Regions from separate parts of the Gossypium hirsutum genome. Here region 2 is linked to region 1. The links are chromatin contacts, called in public Hi-C maps. All regions are on one chromosome and are shown on one strand. Each heading gives the region's core, a stretch centred on a gene start, on an enhancer-like site or on the middle of the called end of the contact. The rest is flanking DNA. Distances are from core to core; before and after follow the strand shown. Region 1 holds the start of LOC107895249 (protein SAWADEE HOMEODOMAIN HOMOLOG 2). Region 2 has its middle 12 kb from the start of LOC107895245.

Region 1 (5,154 bases), core at 1,675-4,174:
TTGCCTAGCACTAAGGGGCAACACCTACGAGCATACCTTAACAATACTTGTGTTTCATCTTGTTTGATTGCTCTTGGGGTTTTATGCAAGGAGTAACTTGTGCTATACAGGTTGTATGCACCAAGCAAGGAAGTAGAAGTAGGTTGTTTTGATTCTTATTTTGTGGTTTTTAAGGGATATGGATGTTGCAATAACTTTAATGCCTGGGATAGTAAGGTCAAGTTATGGTGTTTTTAATGAGAAATGCTATTTCGATGTGCAATAGTACACTGCTAGAAGTTCCATTCTTCCTTCGAGTGAGTTGTTTTGATGTGGTCTTTATCTGTCTTTCTGCCTTCGCACATATGTAACCTTTTAAATGACTCGTCAAATGTATGACAGTGTGACAGATGTGCTAGCTATGGATTGTGAAATGGTTGGTGTCGGTCAGGGGAACAAGAGTGCCCTTGGACGAGTTACAGTGGTAATTTAGCTGTCCCTGCATCTTTGATCATACTGTTTATGTCTTATGATCTTACATTATCCATAGCCAAAATTCAATGATGGGATAGGCGATATATAAAATAAACGTCTCTCTTTTTCCCTATTTAGTTTGGAATTGTTACCTTTATAGTTTTAAGAACAGATAATATCTGATGCAGTGTAATGCTCTCATGTTAGGTTAATTGCATTTGTCATGTGTTGCCCTCGCACATTCTTTTATTTCAAGCTCTCATGTTTTGTCTTTTTTAATCAGTAAAATAAGATACAGTTTTAATTTATGCACAAGAAAAATTATATTTCATTTTGGGTTAATTTAAACATTTTCATTTAATGAGATTTTGAGTTTGATATATTATTCTTTTTAAGGTCATTGATTACTTAATATTTCAGTTAATGACAGGTAAATAAATGGAGAAATGTTATATATGATGAGTTTGTGCGGCCAGTAGAACGTGTTGTTGACTTCCGCACACATATTAGTGGCATTCGGCCCAGAGACTTGAGGAAAGGTTGGCTTTAATTTGCTTTGGTGGTTACCTGAATTCTCTGAAACTGGAGCATCATATCCTTAAAAAGGCTATTGGCTTATATATATATTGCATATGCAAAGTATATGCGTTTTTGTATAATTCTTACATGATAAAAACCAATTTTAGTTTGAAAACATTTGCCATTCCATTGTTCAAGAAGGTTTGACTGCTTTGGAGAAGAAATTTTGGCCTAATGCAATTTTTTTTTTGTCTCTGCAGCAAAGGATTTTAGGGTTGTTCAGAAGAAAGTGGCAGAGTTGATTAAGGGAAGAATTCTTGTCGGTCATGCGTTGCACAATGACCTTAAGGTTTTCTTTATTTGCTTTGTTGTTTTGTTGTTTGTATGGAAGTAGAAAACTGGCACTGAGATTTTGATTTGACTGCTTATTTTCTACAGGCCTTACTACTAACGCATCCTAAGAAGGACCTGAGGGACACCTCAGAGTTTCAACCGTTTTTAAAGTATTAGTCTTTCATCTCTTAGCTATTATTGCCTGGACAATTGAGTGTGTTAAACAGCTCCTATGGTGCCTCAGATAACAATGATTGTTGTTGCAACAGGGAAGGACGCAGAAAGGCACTTCGGCATCTTGCAGCAGAGGTTCTAGGTGTTGAGATCCAGAATGGCGAACACTGCCCTGTAAGTAAAATGTTCATTAGATACTTGTTCTCCAAACTGTTAGCAAACATGAAATAATTACATTGAAACTACAGAAAAAGACTTGGTTGATTGATCTGATATGCTCTAAACTTGTCTATTAGAAGGTTGTTGACATTACTAATCTGAATCTGAGATGCTCAAAGTCACAGGCTTGTCACTAGAGTGGTAATTTTGTTCATTTTAAACATTTTCATTCTTGAAGGCCAATGCGCGACAATAAGGTGACACAATTGTGTTATGTCATCTGTTATTCATTACAAGGGAAGGTAGTTTTCTTTGGAAGAATACTTGGGGCTGGAAAGTTCCTTCTCAAGTGTTTCTTCACTGCTGGTCTGCCAAGCTCTCAAAAGATCCTTATTGTGTAGAACTTAATTAGAAAGGGTTGTTTTGTAATTATCAAGGGAATTATGGTCTTTTTCTGAAACATATTCGAGTTGGTTTAGCTCAAATGTGTTTAGGGGCAAACTTTGAGACAGCTTTCCCTATTTTTGCTCTAAACCAACAATGCAACGTTTTCAAACTAACATGTATTGTCATTCGTCAGGTAGACGATGCTCGTGCTGCAATGCTTCTTTACTCAAAACACCGGAAGGAATGGGAAAGAAGCGTTAAGGATCAATTAAGGCTCAAAGAAAAGCAGAAGAAACGCAAGCAGAGAAAGAAACCAAAGGCTGATATCAACCATTCTCTGATTGCATCTTAATGGTGACAAGTCGCATAATTGTCGAAAATGAAGTTCCAAAATCTTCAGCAGGATCACCTTCATGGAGAGTGATTTACAGAATCCTTACCATAAATCTGGACTGCAAGAAACAAATGATGCAGCATCAAACGGTGATCAGAGAACAAAAGGCCGACCTCTTCATCTGTAGTTAAACTTAGTATGATGGAAAAAAAAACTTGGTTATGTATCCCATTCAATGAAATATTACAATCACTAGTTTTTACCATTTACTTTCTGAAAATGAATTTATAACTTTATTCATAAATTTTGCATTACAATGTCTACATTGACTTTTCTATGTATCAAAATTTTACTAAGTGATTAGCACTTGGAATTTGATAATCAAATCCAATTTGCAAGTATAAGTTGATAGGATGCATAAAGCCAGAGCGGAAAAGGAGAAGATAAATTATATTAAGTCAATTGTTTGAAAACATCACTCGCTTTGATTTTCTTTTAAGACCTTTGAGATTTTATTAGGAGCCTTATAAAAAACTTGCGAACACGTTAGCTAAAGTTCAGCAAATTGATTTGCAACCAAATTGTGTTTTTTAGGTATATATCTGATATGCCGTTGGTTTTCAGCCCTTAGACATCGCCGAGCACTCCAATATCATTAGTAAAATGGAAAAGAAAATGAAAATCTTTCTCTTTTTAAGACAAAGGTAAAAAAGGAGACCGAAAAATCACGGGATTCACTCGCATTGGCGACTGAATTAGGGTCGAAACTACCCCCATCCCAAACAAATTTGCTTTCTCTTTTTTATTTTCTATTGTCCATAGTTCTATCAGAAATTCTAAACCTTTGATAAGACAAAATCTGGTCCCTCTCCAGAATAATCATAAAAAAAAAAAATTGCACTTACTATACTTCAATACCCAAAAGCATATCAAGTTTATATTTTTCTAGAAAGAAGAAAAAAAAAGGGAAAAAAGCCCGCGCGACCAAGAGTGTTGGAATAGATGGGTCGGCATCCGAGTAGTGGCGGCCCTGCCTTTCGTTTCACCCAAACTGAGGTACCCTTTTTCTTTTCAAGAGAAATTAGTTATATTGCTTATAGTGTTGTTTCATAGTAATGGTTTCGATTTTTAGTTTGAAATCTCAAATGGGTCAGTGGGATTGCATGCTTTAGTCAACTAATTTCTGGGTTTTTTTTATTTGAAAATTTCTGCTAATGATTGCTTTGATTGGTTGAGTTTTTTGTGTGATAGATTGTTTAGCATTTAGTCTATTTTGTTAATGGTAGTGTTAGTAATCCAATTTTAATATTTTTGGTAAATAAACGTAGTTGTAAGTGCATAGGCTTTGTTTCAAGATTTTTCTTTCGTAAGTTCTAGTGTAGTATAGTTTTTTTCGTTTATTTCTTTAAACAATGAATTTGTAACATAATCTCTGCATTAAGGTGGCGGAGATGGAGACTATTCTCCAGGAGCACCATAATCAGATGCCTGTTCGAGAGATCCTTATGAGTCTTGCAGATAAGTTCAGGTATGCATTAGTATCCTCAACAACATTGTGTTGCATGATGTATAGTTCTTTTTTTTTTTTTTTTCTCTTATAAGAAACTGTAAGCAAATTTGCTTTGGATGTAGTGAGTCGGCAGAACGGAAAGGGAAGATCGTTGTGCAGTTTAAGCAAGTAAGAAGTTGGATTTTATTTTTTTGTTAAGGAGGAAATATTTTCAACCGATTACACTTGGAAAACTTCTTGTGTAGATATGGAACTGGTTCCAGAATAGGCGCTATGCGATAAGGGCAAAATCAAATAAGGTTCCTGGGAAGCTAAATATTACATCTATGCCTCGGGATGATTCCAATCCCATGAGAAATGTGCCACAGCCTGTTGCAGCTCCCGTGCCTCCTCATATGACTGCTCCAATGCCTGCTTCTACAGGTAGAATAATTTCTGACTGTCTTTAGAGTTCTTTTTCCCTTTCAAGTCTTCCGTATCATCGCACTTCAGATTTATAGTCCTCATTTGCTGCTCTCAGTTCCAGGTGCAGGAAGGAATTTGTCAGAATCTTATATGGAGTTTGAAGCTAAATCTTCAAGGGATGGTGCATGGTAAGTTTGTTCATCTTTGTCTATTTAAAATTTGTTTCACTGATAAACAAATATTTGCAGTCAACCCAATCCTCTTAAATCTCCTGTTTTCAGGTATGATGTTGCGACTTTTCTGGCCCATAGATATTTGGATGCAGGTGATCCGGTAATTTTTTAGTCCACTATCACTGCATATGCCGGTGCAAGTGCTGTACTTATGATTCACTGTTGCCTGAGTTCATAAATTACTAACACGGATTATTCTTTTCTTATTTCTTATGTTTACCTGATCCCATCTTTCAATTTTTGACATGAAATTTGTTTTTCACTTTTGAATAAAATGTTCTGATAGTTCTCTTCTGTAAGTTTTCTAATAGTTTTATGCAGAACTGAAAATACCACAAATTGCCATCTGAAAAAAGTATTCCAAAATATTTTGCTATCTTTTTGCAGGAAGTACAGGTTCGGATTGCTGGTTTTGGACCAGAGGAGGATGAGTGGGTAAACATTCGGAAGCATGTCAGGCAACGGTCCCTCCCGTGTGAAGCTTCTGAGTGTGTTGCAGTTCTTCCTGGGGACCTTGTACTATGTTTTCAGGTGGATTTCTGCTTAAAATATCTGATCAATCATTGAGAATATATATTTCTTTTAATCAATCCTTTCTTAGAATTCGTTTTCTTGATGCTTTCAAAATTTACAGGAAGGTAAAGATC
Region 2 (5,154 bases), core at 736-3,235, 74 kb before region 1:
ATCTTCTAGGTCATATAGCCAATCACCGTTTATGTTGCAGAGTGCACTAATACGATTAATCTTTCTTCTGTGTAATGCACAACTATGGAAGAATTTTGTATTGTTATCCCCAGTTTGAGCCAGTCGCATCTAGATTTCTGCTTCCACAATAATTCCTAATGGCTAAGAACATTCTCTAGCTCATCTCTAATATTTATTTCTTTCTGGGCCAATGAATATGAGTAAGATCTTTCAAGTTTTGCTTGTATTGAGCTTAAGGATTTTATCAATTTTTGTTTGTGGAATCCAATGTGCCCGTAAACGTTTTTATTCCAGACTTTAAGCTTTTCAGTGAGTTGATTTAGAGAGTTATCCCCCTCATATTTCCATGAACTCTTAACGATGTTGGAAAAGTCCTGATGCTGTGCCCATCCCGTGAGAAACTTGAAAGGTTATCCCCTAGGGAGTTTAAGATCCAGATTAATGTTTACTAACAATGGCCTATGATTGGACTTTATTCGAGTTAGGTGTGTTATTAAGCATTGAGGAAATGATTGGCACCAAGTTGCATTTCCTATTGCTCAATCTAGTCTTTCAAAGACACCTCCTCGTTTCCAAGTGAATGAGGGTCCTTGAAATCCTAAGTCTTGAAGATTTTTAGATTCCATGAAGTCTCCAAAGAATGGGCACCTCTTCCCTATGATATTACCACATTTTTTATCTTCAACAGAAAGAATTGTATCAAAATCACCTATTGCCATCCAAGGGGAGTGATCCGATGGTATAGTTATTTTTAAAGCTTCCCATAAATTCTTTCTTTTAGTGGAATTGGGGATTCCATATACGATAGCCAGTAGGATAGGTTGTGTTGTTCCCACATTATGAATTTTAACAAGAATAAATTGGGGATGATTTTGAATTATTTCTTGGTGAATTGTCTCATTCCACCCTATCCAAATTCCCCCTAAAAACCCTATTGCTTCTACGCGGTGCCAGTGATGAAATCTAAGTTTAACAATTATTTTATCTTATTTGCTACCATTTACCTTTGGCTCTAAAAGCCCTACAATATCAGGTCTAAATTCCATATTATATTCTCTAAAGATGCGTAGGAATTTGGGACTTGCGGATCCTTGACAATTCCAGACAAAAATTGATAAACTAATTTTGTTATTCATCATAAAGGTTTAGAAGGAATTTACCCAATCTAGTGTTGACATCGTGCATCATTTCTACTTTCTGCGTTCCCATGTCCTTCTTCATTTGTTTTGATGAAGATGCTTTGCTTGACTTGCTCTTGTAACAAATCCACCGTATTAGCCATTGACTCTGCCAGGAGAATTTTGGGGGACGAGACTTTAAAAGGGCTTCATTTATCCTGAATTATTTTATTGAGTTTTTGCCCTTTTGTGTTGCCATTTGTTTTCCCCCCACTAGTGCTTACTACGGGTGAATTCTTTTTTTGCCCCATATTATTTTTGGATGGTAGTCATTCTTGCTGATTTCCCATATGATGATTTGGATCTTTGAACGCCACTATTGATTGTTTGGTTGAATCTAGGATTCCAACTGTAGGAGTTATCGCGACTTCTTTTATGCTTTCGATGTTGAAGTGAAGGTTAGGTTGAAATCCTAGTTTTGTTGGTAGCTGTGAATATTGAATTTCTCTCAAGATCTGATTTTCATTCTTTGCAGTATTTCCTTTATCTCCTGCAGCTTCTATTTCCAATTCTCCCTTTGATTGTTGTGTCTCTAACTGTGTTTCTTTCAAATTAATATTTTTTTATTCTGTTTCTATTTTTTTTATCCTGATTTGGTCTGCATTGCGCCTGGTAGATCGTTCTTTCTTGAATTAGAATCACTTCGGTCTCTTTTAAGAGAAGCATTAGGCCCAAACATTTTGGGCTGAGTTTGCTTATTGGATCTTGGACTAGCTGGAGACTGCTTATCAAGTCTTTGTTGGAGTTGGCCCGTGGGTGAGGGTCCATTTTTTGCCTCTATTGGGCATGCCACATTCCCAGCCTCTGTTTGGGTTTAACTGTTATCTATATCGGCCTATTCTCTTCTAAGCCCATTTCTTCATTTAGGGTTTCTAAGGGTTGAAACCAAATACTTTCTTATTTCTTCTCTTTGGCTACACCATTTTTGTTCTGATGTTCTTTTGACCATGGCTGGTTATGTTTTTTTACAAGCATCCAAGGGTCGTAATCACCAGAGCTGTTTGTAGAATTGTTTTCACTTAACTCAGATCTATTTTCCGAAACTGGTTCTTTATCCAAGAAATTTTCTTTTGATGGTTTTTGAGTAGTCACTGATTTTGGACACAAATCTTGTGTATGTCCATAGTGACCGCAGGAAAAACAGACCGTGGGAAGACCCTCATACTCAATTCTTTGTGGAACTCCATTGATTAAAAACTTGCGACGAAAGGGCCTTTTCCAATATTAACGTAGACCGCCATTCTTGCGAATCTTCCCCGAACTCCATTATCAGTGTTGAAATTGCGACCCTTCCCACCATTCCCCCTAACTCCTAGAGTATTTTCTTTTTGTACATATGCCCAGGCAGTCCTGGTAATCGTATCCAGGCCATGACCATATTTAGGTATGGCTGTGAGAGATTAAATTCGATACTCCAGAGATAAACGGTTAGATATTCCCTATAAACTATCCAAGGCCCTTGACTTAAAACTCTTTCAAAGTCTTCGACGTTCTGAAATGTAGTCAAATAATAACCGTTTTCGATGTCCATTAATCGGAATGGTAGAATCAGTTTCCACAAGGAGTGTATCTTATTTTGTAGTGTTGCGTAACCAATGTTTTTTCCCAATAGCTTAATTACTATCGCAAGCTTCATATCTTTTATGAGTAACTGATTAACTCGATTGGAGAAATCTATTTCCGGTATGCCATTTACTGAGGAACTCATAATATCTTCTTCTAGCAGTTCTAAGTCGTCATCATCTTCATCTCTAATTATTGTTCCTGTTTTATCTTTGATTTGCGGGTCTGTACCCATGAGTCGATCTTTCCATGACCTAGGTTGTTTGCTGTCGAATTAGTTTCCATCACAACATATGTATCTTGATCTTGAACGTTGATCGCTCCTTCTTATGTTTGTCGCATACCGCTCCGTCTATCGCCGATTCCCTCTTGCTCTACAGACTCCATAGGACTTCTAATATGATAACTTTAAAACATATGGTAACTCATTCTTAATATAAATATATATGGAATATAAATTAAATATTTTTTAAGAAATTAATATAAATTGTATGTGAAATTTAACTTAAATATATAAATCATATTTATAATTTATAGTTAAATATAAATACGAGGAAATTTAATAATTTCGCACACAAACTGTCTTTTAAGAACTCAAAAGCTAAAATTTTTAGCTTTTTTACTCAAAGCCAAATGCTAAAATTTTCAACTTTTCTGCTTTAATTTGGAAAGTTGATTTTGTTTGAAAAGCCTTTTGTTTAGTATTGCTTGTGACTTATTGGTTTAACTTTAAAAGTGATTTTGAAAAACAATGTTAAACACAACAAAAGTTTATGAGTTACTATTTGTGATATATGCATGAATGGATGAAATTTATTAAATTAAGTTCACTAAATTTACCAATTTCCAAATCTGAAAAGTCAGTTAACTTACAATGCATTTTTGGATGGGATATAGGCATTTATAGGTTGAGATGTCATTTGACTGATGATAGGGCTATCTCTTAGTTTCAAAATGCACTTTGAATCACCCAATTTCGAGCATGAGAGCTCAACCGATGACAGAACTATCTCTTATATTTGAAATGCGCTTTGAATCACCCAAATTCGTGCTCGGGAGCTCAAGTTATGGTTGTTTTAGTAAATATTGTGTGAGCGTAACTTCTACATAAGATTATTATGGGAAATTTCAAATTTCAAATTTTATTTCGAGTTTAAATCATATTGGGTTCGATTTTAAGGCTTAATTTTGATTATATTTGAGTCTAATATTGTATTTATGAAGTATTATTTTTTGTTAATTATTTATTTAGAATTTTAGGATATTTTCAGTATTTTTAATTGTTTTCTTAGTCAATAAGAAAGTTTAATTCCACTAGAATTACTATTTGTTTAGATTAATTAGAGTTTCATTATACTAAGGAGTTATATTTTGATGTAATTAGCTAGCCTATATAAATACATCTTCATTATTCATTAGGGGTACTATTCATTATTTTGATTTAATAAAACTTTTTGTCAATACAACTCTTTGTGTTTTCTCTTTTGCAAGATATCTCTCTTGTTTATTTTAGAAGTTATTTTCTTCTTCGTTTCTTTTTGAAGTTGCGGGAGGCTCTTCACATTTCCATTTGCTAGGGTTTGGTCTTAGAGGGTAAATTAGAACCATTTGTGAAGTTTGTTGAAGATTATTCTTCAAAAGATTTCATAAGGCATCTCCTTTTCGTCTTCTTCCCTTCAATCTTTTTCTATCTTGATTATGTCCATTAGAAACTTTTTCTAATGTTTCATCTTCTTGTTTGATTTTAGGTTTTAAGATTCAAGTATTTCTTTTCAAGAAATGTGTTTTAAATTTCAAGAAATCGATGTCTCTCAAACCATTTAAAGTTTTCTATTCTGTTTGGTTTGATTTATTCTTTTTATTTACTTGTTTGTTTTCTTTCAGTTCAAGAAAATCGCCAAAAAGATTCAATTTTGGGTTGTTTCACATTTAAATTCATTGCGATCTTGGTTAATCTATTATTGTTCTATCTTTTACTTTACACAGCCGCTACCAATTTGGCATTGTTATTACTTGGTGTTCTTGTGTGTTTCAAGTTGTTTTTTTCACTAAATTTGGGTTCGTTCTTGTTTGATTTAGTTTCCTCTTATCCAAAGAAACTTAAATCCAATTCTATCCACTATGCTCTTACTGTTCTTATCATCTTGGAATTGAGTTATCTACTTTTACTTGAGCAAAGTGTCATGGAGCTAGAACTTTAGTCTCGTAATTTGTGCGGTCTTAGGTGATTTCTCGGGTTTAAATCCACATAAGTCAGCCTAACTCTCACAATGTGAGAATTCTTGATAGAAATTCTCTAAAGCACCGAAAATAAATCAGAAGCAACTTAAAGACAAAAGAGAAATAAAAGAACAAAAAAGCCACAAGAAAGCAAAAGCACGTCAAGTGTCTG

What was found. Hi-C and Micro-C count contacts between places; a contact is called where the count stands out from the background.
Region 2: a contact with region 1 is called in a Hi-C map of leaf, with 2.5 times the contacts expected there. The contact joins the enhancer-like site here to the promoter of LOC107895249 in region 1. A contact is called at or near these places in 4 of 34 Hi-C or Micro-C datasets (anther, callus and leaf).

The regions. Positions count from the first base shown.
Region 1 is chrA13:97,299,940-97,305,093 of Gossypium_hirsutum_v2.1, reverse strand. LOC107895249 (protein SAWADEE HOMEODOMAIN HOMOLOG 2) reads left to right here and starts at 2,924. Exons shown (of 9, transcript XM_016820532.2): 1 at 2,924-3,415; 2 at 3,802-3,887; 3 at 3,992-4,037; 4 at 4,115-4,292; 5 at 4,390-4,462; 6 at 4,556-4,607; 7 at 4,895-5,038; 8 at 5,142-5,154. The coding sequence starts at 3,362. It overlaps LOC107895248 (RNA exonuclease 4), which reads left to right. Exons shown (of 9, transcript XM_016820531.2): 4 at 382-463; 5 at 884-992; 6 at 1,233-1,321; 7 at 1,411-1,475; 8 at 1,575-1,653; 9 at 2,219-2,663. The coding sequence ends at 2,377.
Region 2 is chrA13:97,373,277-97,378,430 of Gossypium_hirsutum_v2.1, reverse strand. No RefSeq gene overlaps it. Among protein-coding and RNA genes, the nearest start is that of LOC107895245, 12 kb to the left of the region's middle. Within about 2 kb of position 1,985, at least 8 of the 9 cell types and tissues checked have an H3K27ac peak or open chromatin away from gene starts, as enhancers often do. A contact at or near this core is called in leaf, where this site is marked.